Regions from separate parts of the Mus musculus genome. Here region 1 is linked to region 2. Evidence: chromatin contacts called from public Hi-C data. All regions are on one chromosome and are shown on one strand. The core of a region is the stretch at or near the end of the contact, and the rest is flanking DNA. Distances in the headings are between cores, read along the strand shown. Region 1 overlaps Tpk1 (thiamine pyrophosphokinase). Region 2 has its middle 27 kb from the start of Nobox.

Region 1 (5,061 bases), core at 1,804-4,303, 310 kb after region 2:
ACACATGTGAGGTAACATTGCTTCCTTTGTTCTTCCCCCCTTTTCCAAAGTGGGGTGTTGCCCATGTCCTGTGCGTGCTAAGCAAGAATGCTTACTCCAGAGCTACACTCTCAATCCAAGGCCACCATGGGAATGTCACAGAGAAGCTGGCATTGTTTCTTCCTATGTAGCCCGTATCATATCATACTTCCTAACATAAGTGCAGAAGCTGGGTGCAATAGCTTTTCCCTGGAAATTATCTCTCTGGCACACTGTGTGTTAAGGAGATATTTATGAGCTTCTCGGAAACTTTAACCAATACTATATCCTTATTTTCAAGGGAAAATCCTTATTTCCAATACTATATCCTTATTTCCAAAGGGAAAAGACATGATATGATGAGGCTAAAAACAGTATATGCTAGTTCAGACAAAAGGACAACTTGTTGGATATACAACTGTGAGAGCTTGCTGTGTGTCCTGTACTTTTAGACTACTTCTGTTCAGTATTTATGGACTACTCTTAGAAGTACGGAATACCATACAACGTCCTATTATGTAGGGATATAAAACCCCTAGCGTTGCCAAGCTCCCTGGAACTTGGATTCAGCACTGTGATGCTGCAAAGGCAGATGAGGAGCTAAGGCTAGAGGATAACTAGCAGGGATAAGGTACACACATCATCTTACCACAGGCCCAAAAAGGTACCATTCCCTAAAAGAGACAGTGCTAGTCTGCCTAACCAGGAAGACAGTATGTTTAATGTGTTTTCAAAGAGAAGAATGGAAACATTTGGAGAATTTTTTTCAATAGAGAAATAAAACCACATCCAGCAGTAACACACACACACACACACACACACACACGTACTACATAGCAGTAACCTATCAAGCTGTGTTGCCAGATTTAATAAATATATCTAAACCTTACACTACCATTTATTAGTTAAAGAAAATTATCATTTCTATACCTCATTATTCTCATCTCTAATTTCACTCTAAAAATTGATGGAGATATATAGAAAACTCTCAGGTATGGCCTGTATATACATCACTGTTACTGTAAAAAATTAAATGCACTGAGCAAAAGCAAGTTAGGAAAGAAAGGGTTTATCCTGGCTTACACTTCCCGAGGCACAGAGTCCATCACTGCAAGGAAGGCCTGGCAGCAGGAACATGAGGCTAGCCTGGCAGTCAATAAGCAGACTGAGTACATTTCCACAGCACACAAGGAGAAGAACCCAGCAAGTAGAACTAGGTTATAAGCCTTCAAAGCCCACCCCAGTAATATACTTCCTACAGCAAGGCTCCACCCCCTAAAGGTCCTTCCTAAACCTTCCCAAACAGCACTACCAACTGGGAGCCAAGTGTTCAAATGCATGAGCATATTAGGGCCATGTCACATCCAAACCACTACAGCCTCAATAAACCTAAGGGCATAGTAAGGACATAGAATCATCTCTGTTACAGAAACATAAATAAACTGAAATTAATATCAGTTTGCACGCTCAAACATGACTCAGTGCAGTACAAGGGGCTGAAAATTCCTTGCAGAACTCAGTCATCTCTGAAGTGTTCTTGTCTCAACTAAGTAGTGCTTCTGCGCCTGTTAACAGCTACATCAGCAGCTCTTACTCTTCCATGCCATAAAAGCAATTTAATTTCACAACGAGATTGACTAAACATAAGCCAGTTACACTTCACAATACAACAGAAGGGCAGAAGTGTACTGTCGGACTCTATCTCAAGCAGTGTTCCTACCTGACAAGTGGAAACGATAACTCATCTCCTAACAGTAATAGAAAGGTTAAATGTATGATAGGTTTCGAGTATCCTTGCTGCCATATACATAATCCTTTCGCTGCTATCTAATGTCACAGTCCAGAGCACACTTGAGAGTGAGAAGTGGCTTCCGTGAATGTCATTAGTTGGAGCCAGTCAGCACACAGATGCTCTTCACTTGCATTTGTCTAATCAGCAGGAGTTACTGCGGGCTTACTTTAAGTCATCTACTGAAACCCGTAATGTGAGTTCCAGTGAGTTGATCACAGGCAGGAGAGAACTTTTCAAAACCACCTGTTCCTAGAATAACAGTAATTGTAGATCAAGATGGCAGAAACTAAAGAATTAAATTATTTTATAGTTTTAAGCCCAAACTGCAGAAAGTTCCAACCAGACTTCCCAGGCCTAAATTACTCCAGTCCTGAAAAGTGCATTAAAGCCTTGGGCATTAGACACCTGGAAATTCTCATTGTCCTCTCACTCTCTCCAGCCCTTGGGGATTCCTGAGGTCCTGTGTCAGCTATCCACTCTGAGCTCTACCCATGTCAGTTTGTTCCTCTCTACTCCTTGGAGATCCACCAAGTTGCAATGCGTTATTTCCAAAATTCAGATAAAAAATATTTTTTTTAATTTTTGAAAAAGGTAGGAAAAGAAGGGGGGAGGGCAGGCATGGTGGCGCATGCCTTTAATCCCAGCACTCAGGAGGCACAGGCAGGCGGATTTCTGAGTTCGAGGCTAGCCTGGTCTACAAAGTGAGTTCTAGGACAGCCAGGGCTATACAGAGAAACCCTGTCTCAAAACACCAAAAAAAAAAAAAAAGAAAGAAAGAAAGAAAGAAAGAAAGAAAAGAAAAGAAAAGAAAAAGGTAGGAAATAAAAACAAATTTCAGTACAATACTTAGTGCCTTGGTGGTGGGGGCTGGGAGTGAGAGTCATGTGTATAGTTTGAAAGTAATACCTAGCACATGGATCAAGCTTAGGGGAATTAAAGCACATAAAACTATGCAACTGATGCCCAAATAAATGTAACATAGCTACTGTGTCCATATCATTGTTAGAGAATGCATGAGAAAACAGAAACATCCAGAAAGTCCTAGAGGTTGTATCCTTATCTCTGCCATCCCTTTCTGGATCTTTTCCAGGACTAAAGACAAGGCATGCTGAGATTGGCTGCTGAGGAATTAAGACTATCTCACCACCTGAAAATTCCTAGCTTCAGAGGCAGCTGCTGGGCTGCTAAAGCAAATCAGGAGAGCATTACTGGGGTAGAATGCCTGCTGGGCTGCTTCCAGGGCACTCTGCCATGATGTAGCCATGTGCTCTGCACACCTTCCTGTGGAAAGTGCCTTCTGCTGCATCTCCACATGCATGCATTTTCTCCAGGAGCACTAAAGACAGCATTAAGCAGAGCACTCCCTGTGCCACGCCAAGTGTGCACCATGTTGTGAAAGGTTAGATTCTATAGTTTGGGAGTTTGTAGTCACTTTCTATAACGGCTGTTATATATCAACTATACAAAAATCAAATTTAAAAAAAAAAGGTTTCTTAACAATTTAATCAGCAAAGATTTAACTGATTAAATCATAATTTCAAAAAAACAAAAATTTTGGTTTCCTACAAATATAAAATGATCACGCGCCAAAGACTATTCAATAATTAATTAGGATATTAGTACCAATTTCAAGGTGTGGTTATGAGCCAACAATTTAAAACCTATTTCCTGATTACCTAAGAATGGTACATCTGCTGTAACAAGGACCCTCTAAGCATCAAGACAGCCAGTCCTTTGGAAAGTAACAGAGACACTATTTAATAAAAGGAATTGTTAGGATTTTGTTTGGTTGGTTTTTGGTTGTTTGGTTGGTTTTTTTTTTTTTTCAGTTGTTGTTGGTGTTGTCATTGTTGTTGTCTTGAGCATGGGAGAATGGTGAAAAGCATTACTAAAGTAGAATATGGTTAACTGGGTATTTTTATAATTTCTGCCACACAGCAATTAACCATAGTATCTTAGAACATCTGTTCATCAAGGTAGAAATCAATTACACGGCCCCTGCACAGAAATTGTCTGCAATATTGTAAATAAGAATCATGTGCGCAGTTATTAATTAGCTTGTACTACCACAGCATTGTAAAAGTCTATCTGAAGAAAGAAAGAGAAGAGAAGCCCACACAGTCACTGCAGGACCCATGAGACAAACCCAGATTATCTTCTGTTCATTTTCAAGTTCTAAAAATTTTCCCAATTTGGATAATGATTAGTGCTAGTCTGAGTAAGGAAAAAGTCTTATAAGATAGAGGAGCTGAGAAGCAAAAATAATTTTCATAGATTCTTCCACCAAAATTTGCAAAGATGGGCTAGAAATACACACATTTGATAGATTGTCTATGCTTATCTAGCACACATGAAGCCCTGGGTTCGGACCCTAGCACTGCATAAAAGACTGTGGTATTACACGCCTTTAACCCTGTACTCAGTAGAAGCAGAAAGATTAAAAATGTAAGCTCATGGCCCAGAAGAGAGAGCTCATTCAGCAATGTGGTGTATGAGGACGTGAGTTCATATCCATAGCACCCAAATAAAAAACAAAGTCTGGCTACACTAACCCTGATCATTTACTTTCAGATTCAGTGAGAAACCCTGTCTCAAAAAGGAAGGTAGAGTACAACAGAAGAGTTCATTGCTAACATCTGAGCCCCAATTACATCTGCACACACATATGAAGAGGTACATATGCATATAACACATACACACACACACAAGGAGTTCAAGATTAAGATCAGCCTGAGCTACAGAACACACTGTCTAGAAAAAAATTTTCTAGGGCATTCTAACAAGGCCATACTAAAAAGGACACGAATATGCTGTAACTGCTCAGTCAACTTGATTCATCCTTTCTCAGAAGCCATCTAGAAATATGTAGTAGAGACTCAGGTGTTATATTTCCTTTCATAATTCTACTCCAAAAGATGCATTAACAGATACAAAATTTCATACAGTATTGATGTAGATTTCCAAAATTAGAGAGTTGATAGAATCCTTCCACAAGCCCTCAGCTTTGTTTCATATGTTTCATGTGATTCGAAGCTCCCTTTCATACTGCACTGACATTTGTATCCAGGTGCCCTACTAGCCTATAAGCTCTATGAAGATACACACCATTTGTTTGTTTGTTCTTTCTGCTAAGATATGTGAATATGCTGCAACAGGCATTAAGAGACACAAAGTACTAGTTCAATAAACTCACACACACACACACACACACACACACACACACGCAAGGGGGGTAGGAAGGAGAAGGGAGA
Region 2 (5,077 bases), core at 2,150-4,649:
TTCCAAACCTAATTTCTGAAATGGTTACTTGGTACCTGGAGACTTTCTACAAAAAAGTTCTTCCATTCTTTCCTCCCCTGGCTCAAATCAGGCAAATGCACTTTCTGTCCAGTTAAGTAGGATTAGTCAGGAGGGCTGGTTTGCCCCCAGGAGGCTGCCTTCCTCCCGATGACAGACTTTTTTTTTTTTTTTAAAGTTAAGAGTGCCATAGTACTTTTTTGTCTTATATTTTATATGTTGGAGTAGTTTTTTTTATCTTGTCTTACCTTGAATTTTTATTTTTTTTTTTGCAGATTTTCATTAAGAGCTGATGTGGGAGGCCTGGGTTTCCTATACTTCTGACCTCTGGGATAGCAGATAGCTTCAGCAAAGCATCAGAGACTCAGGGTGAGAACATATCACTTGATCTGGGAGAAATCTACATCACAAATCTTAAAAAGATGTTAACCACCAAAAGAGAAACAACTTGATCCCCACTCCTGATCTTGGAACCTGAAGTAGCCAGTTACAGCTACACACGCAATGTCCTGTCTGCTTGTCTTCAGACAGTAAATCTCTCTCTTCCCGATCAAATTAAGAGACTGTCTGTCTAGCTAGGAGATCAGTGCAAAAGCTTAATAAAAATGGGAATTGACTCTGAATGCCTCCCATTCACTCAACAGCTATGGCAGATGCACATCTAGACACATATTCACATAATTTGAAAAACATCTTCACGTTCACTGAATCAGTGTACTCTGGACTATAGTCTGTATCTCTCTAGGGTGGCTCAATATTCACCATGCTATTCTGAAGGCTTCTCTGTGTAATAGGTTTACAGTTTTGTGTTGAGCTGCATCCATCGCTGTTCTGGGGTAACAGCCTTGTGGACCTCAGCATGGACGCCCCAGACTGCCTCTGCCCTTATGTATCATTTCCTGTTTTAAACCTTTCTTCATGTCAGAGAGAATATTGTGACGAGTAGCATTTCAGCTCACCTACTTTACTTGGGATCATGTCCCCATCTGTCCAAATCAGCCATGTTATGGAGATGTCTATTCCTACTGAAAATTAATGGTAGGAATGGTAAATTCTCCACGCACCAACATTCTCAGTCACATGCATATTGTAGCATAGCTGACAAAGAGTTTACCTCTCCTGTTGTCTTTTACTGGCTAACTGACCCATGGGTAACATTCAAGAGACAAAAACATTTTACAGGAAAACTGGTTAAGACAAAAAGTATGGGGCTGGAGAGATGACTCCTGCAGTTACGAGAGCATACTGTTCTTACAGAGGCCAGAGTTCAGTTCCCAGCACCCATGTTGGGAAGCTCACAACTGCCAGTAACGCCAGCTCCAGGGGACTCTGATGCCCAAGTCTGGATTCTGTAGGCATCTTTACTCACACAGGCACCAGCCCATACACAGATTCACAACTACCCATAGAATTCAAAAGTGAACTAATCCTAAATAAAGAATAGTAAATGGGGAAGCAAAGAGCGCCGTTTCTTTCCTTGTTGTCCTATCAAATTTACAGTTTCCCCAACTAGGAGCAACGGTGGCAGCTAAGGAATAATTATGACCCACTGTTTATTATCCACCTTTATTAGGTCTATGAAATGTATTGCTATCATACTATGTTTCTTTCGGTTTTTTTTAAAGAAAGATTAAATATACTGGCCTCATGCTATTAATATTTCTTTTGTGCAGTCAAGGACTTTGTCTGGGGAAGGAGAGAAGAGATGTCCATAGGGACAGTTTCTTTTGCTTTATTTTCATATTGTGTCTGAGTCTATCTTTTTCCATTATTTATGGGAGCTCACAGTCAAGGACAGTGCTTTTATATGGGTGTAGTATAGTGGCAGGGAAAGCTGAGATGCCACATATGATTTATTGCTCTGAGGTGCCTGAGACTTAAGTGGACAACTCGTATCCAGGGCTGCCTCACTACTCCACTATTGGAGTTTCCCAACACCAATACAGTGTAGTGAACATTATCAGGCAGGTGAGATTGATCCAAGTTGACTGTCAGTAGGTACCCCGTAACCCTGTCAAAACCACTAGCTTCAATTTCCATGAATACTATACCGTGTATATAATAATGTAAACTATATGTATAATATGTATAATGTAAAATAGTAAGGCTTGGCTGCCACCTGGTGGAAGAAATCATACTATATGTATATCTTATGAACAAATTTGTTAACTCTAGGATTGAATGTCTGAAAATATTCTAAAATAGTTTTGTTATCTTAGACTAAATTAAATGTAATGGTGTTTCTGGTGAGACAGGATGTAAAGTTTTACTATTTACAAGCAGTCTTCACATTAGTAAAAGTTTTAAGCCGGTAGTGGTGGCGCACGCCGGTAGGATTTGCTGAAGGAGGCAGAGGCAGGAGGATCACGAGTTCGAGGCCAGCCTGGGCTACACATTTTTGGGCTGGCGAGATGGCTCAGTGGTTAAGAGCGCCGACTGCTCTTCTGAAGGTCCCGAGTTCAAATCCCAGCAACCACATGGTGGCTCACAACCAGCCATAACGAAATCTGATGCCCTCTTCTGGAGTGTCTGAAGACAGCTACAGTGTACTTACATATAATAAATAAATAAATCTTTAAAAAAAAAAAAAAAGTTTTAAGCACCAGATTCTTAGCCTTCTAGGCTTGTCCCCAGCTCTGAGACCATGTAAATCTATACATAGTTTTAGATAACAAATCTAGGACAGAATGACAAGGATCTTTACTGTCAGTAAGAGCTAGAATGGAGATGTTGAGACCTAACAAACACACCCTTCTTGGCACAGATTTGATAAGACTAACTTACAAGCAATGAAATCCTTCTTCTCCTTTATCAACTGTAAGTGAAAGAATGTGATATGAGTAGGTGAAATTTCAGCAATACAAAGCATCTGATGAGTTGTCATTAAGTTCTATTGAATCTTGAGTTGTTCATTAAGGTCCATGATCATAGCGTCCAATCAGAAAGTATCCTCATCAATACCACCGTCTACTTGTTTTCTCTCAGAGTCAAGGCTGGCTTCTGTGGTAGGGCAGATCTATGGTATCAGGTCAGTGCCACCACAGACTGCACTCTAGAGGTTCAGTGAGGGCCACATACTCTTTCTCCCAGGCAAAAGGCATCAGTGAAGTCCCTGAGACTCAACTTCTCATTAGCTCTTTTGAAAGGCCAGTGATAACCTAGTGAAACTGCAGAGGGATTAGCATGGGGGAAAAATCAGGGCAGTAGTTAAAAAAACCTACAAAGTATCCCTGTAGTTGGACACATGATTCAGGGGCTTGAACAGCTGAGTCTCTGAGCCCATGTCCTTCAGAAAAATGTGATAGAAATGATGCAAGCAAGGATGGTGTTTGGAGTCAGTGGTGACAGCAGAGGTGTGGGAGGTGACTTGTAGTCAGGTGTCACAGAGCTCATTCTGGCTCTGTCATTATTTAAGCCTCTTTGTGTTCTGTATTCACATCTATGAGGCAGGTTTAAAACTACATGGTTCCTAGTCTAAATCTGAGGTATAAATAAGATCATAGGCACATACTTGCTAATGGTGGTGGCTTCACAAATCCTATTTGGGTGTGAAGGGCATGAGGAGGTGTGCGGCGTCCCAGGAATCAGCACAGCTGTCATGCTAATTAAGCATGGCAAACGGACTCTTTTCTAAGGCAAGCTAGAGCTCTCCTCCTGTCCATTGGCACAGGTGACTTGCCTGGATAGAAGGACGCTTATCTTTAAATACCATCTCCCCTGGGTAAACAATGGAGGCAGTGCAGTACTATTTCTAGCTATAGGAATGTCAACACCCAGTGGCTTGCAGGCCACTTCAAACAGTAGGGTAGAGACGTGCCAGCTGGCACTGGCCTCACACTGTGCTATGTACGTAAGAAAACACAGGCAGATAAACACTGTAATTAACAATCCTGGAGTGACGGTATGTTCATACAGTAAAAACAGGCGATGGATTGAAAATGCAATCTGAACTTAATCGTTTGGTCGAGGTGATTTCATAGTTGACTAATTTAGCAAACCATCTTTAAAAGGCAGCTAATTAAAAAATGCCCGAGGTTATCAATTTGTTGCCAGAACTGCAGAAAAATGGGCATAGAAAGATTTTAGTCCAGATAATTATTGAATAAAGACTTGATTTCCATGTTAGGGGAATGTTCTAGAGGGAGGTATTTTTACTTGGGACTTTTACAGATGTAGAGGAGGGATTATTGAGAGACTATATAGTACCACTGTATTCTATTCATTTTCATTAATCATAAATTATATATGTAATCATTAAGGTGACTTCACTTTCACATGTTGGTTTAAGAATGCTTGGAATTCTGGCATGTGGCAGAAGCCCTTAGGAAGAGTGGCAATGGATAAAGACTGTCAAAGAGGCTGAGGAATTGAACACAGTGTGCAGGGGAGAATATAAAAAACGAGGTCAGGGAAGGCCAGGGGCATTTTAGTTGACTGTAAACACCTGTATTTCCCCTCAAAGTCATTGCAGGTTTTCAAGTCGAAGATTGATTGGATGTGGCTAAAGTTGGGGAAGAAAACAAGATAGAAGTGAGACAACTGTGAAGTGATGGGAGACCATGCTGGGGTTGGGCATGGGAATGCGAGGGAGCCTGAGAGAAGTGAGGAGAGCCTAAGCCCACTTTGAATACAGAGAGAAACACAATCATGACTGAGCAGTTTGGGCAAGAACAAGGGAAGGATGCTTGCAGATCAGAAAGTGAGCACTCAGCTCCTGCTCCAGCACCATGTCCATCTTCTTCCTGTCATGGTGACCATGAACTAACCCCCAGAAACTGTGAGCAAGCCCTCCAGTAAATACTTTTTTTTTTTTTTTTTTTTTTTTTACACGTTGCCTGGGTCATGGTGTCATCACACAGCAAAAGAACATAATAGACTAAACCAGGTTCTTAAAGGAGCTTAGTGACTGGACGAAGGAACAGCAAAGTTAGGTGGTAGCTGGGAGTGTGCAAATGCACTTTAAAAAGTAATTGTTTGCTAATGATTTGGATGAAAGGCATAGGGCAGGCAGATTGCAGAAGGACCTTTCTAGGGGAGCTAAGGAGCATGGTGCAGGGAT

Evidence for each region. A called contact is a pair of places that touch in the nucleus more often than the background predicts.
Region 1: a contact with region 2 is called in a Hi-C map of cerebellum, with 1.5 times the contacts expected there. The contact joins two enhancer-like sites. A contact is called at or near these places in 4 of 39 promoter capture datasets (3T3-L1-derived adipocytes, embryonic stem cells, liver and 1 more), 5 of 484 Hi-C or Micro-C datasets (the HL-1 cell line, adipose-derived mesenchymal stem cells, cerebellum and 2 more) and 5 of 115 datasets of contacts at active chromatin or transcription factors (effector CD8 T cells, embryonic stem cells, extraembryonic endoderm stem cells and 2 more).

The regions. Positions count from the first base shown.
Region 1 is chr6:43,646,653-43,651,713 of GRCm38.p6, forward strand. All of the region lies in intron 2 of Tpk1 (thiamine pyrophosphokinase), which reads right to left. Among named protein-coding and RNA genes, the nearest start is that of Tpk1, 17 kb to the right of the region's middle. Within about 2 kb of position 3,054, at least 6 of the 459 cell types and tissues checked have an H3K27ac peak or open chromatin away from gene starts, as enhancers often do. A contact at or near this core is called in cerebellum, where this site is marked.
Region 2 is chr6:43,333,927-43,339,003 of GRCm38.p6, forward strand. No RefSeq gene overlaps it. Among named protein-coding and RNA genes, the nearest start is that of Nobox, 27 kb to the left of the region's middle. Within about 2 kb of position 3,400, at least 36 of the 459 cell types and tissues checked have an H3K27ac peak or open chromatin away from gene starts, as enhancers often do. A contact at or near this core is called in cerebellum, where this site is marked.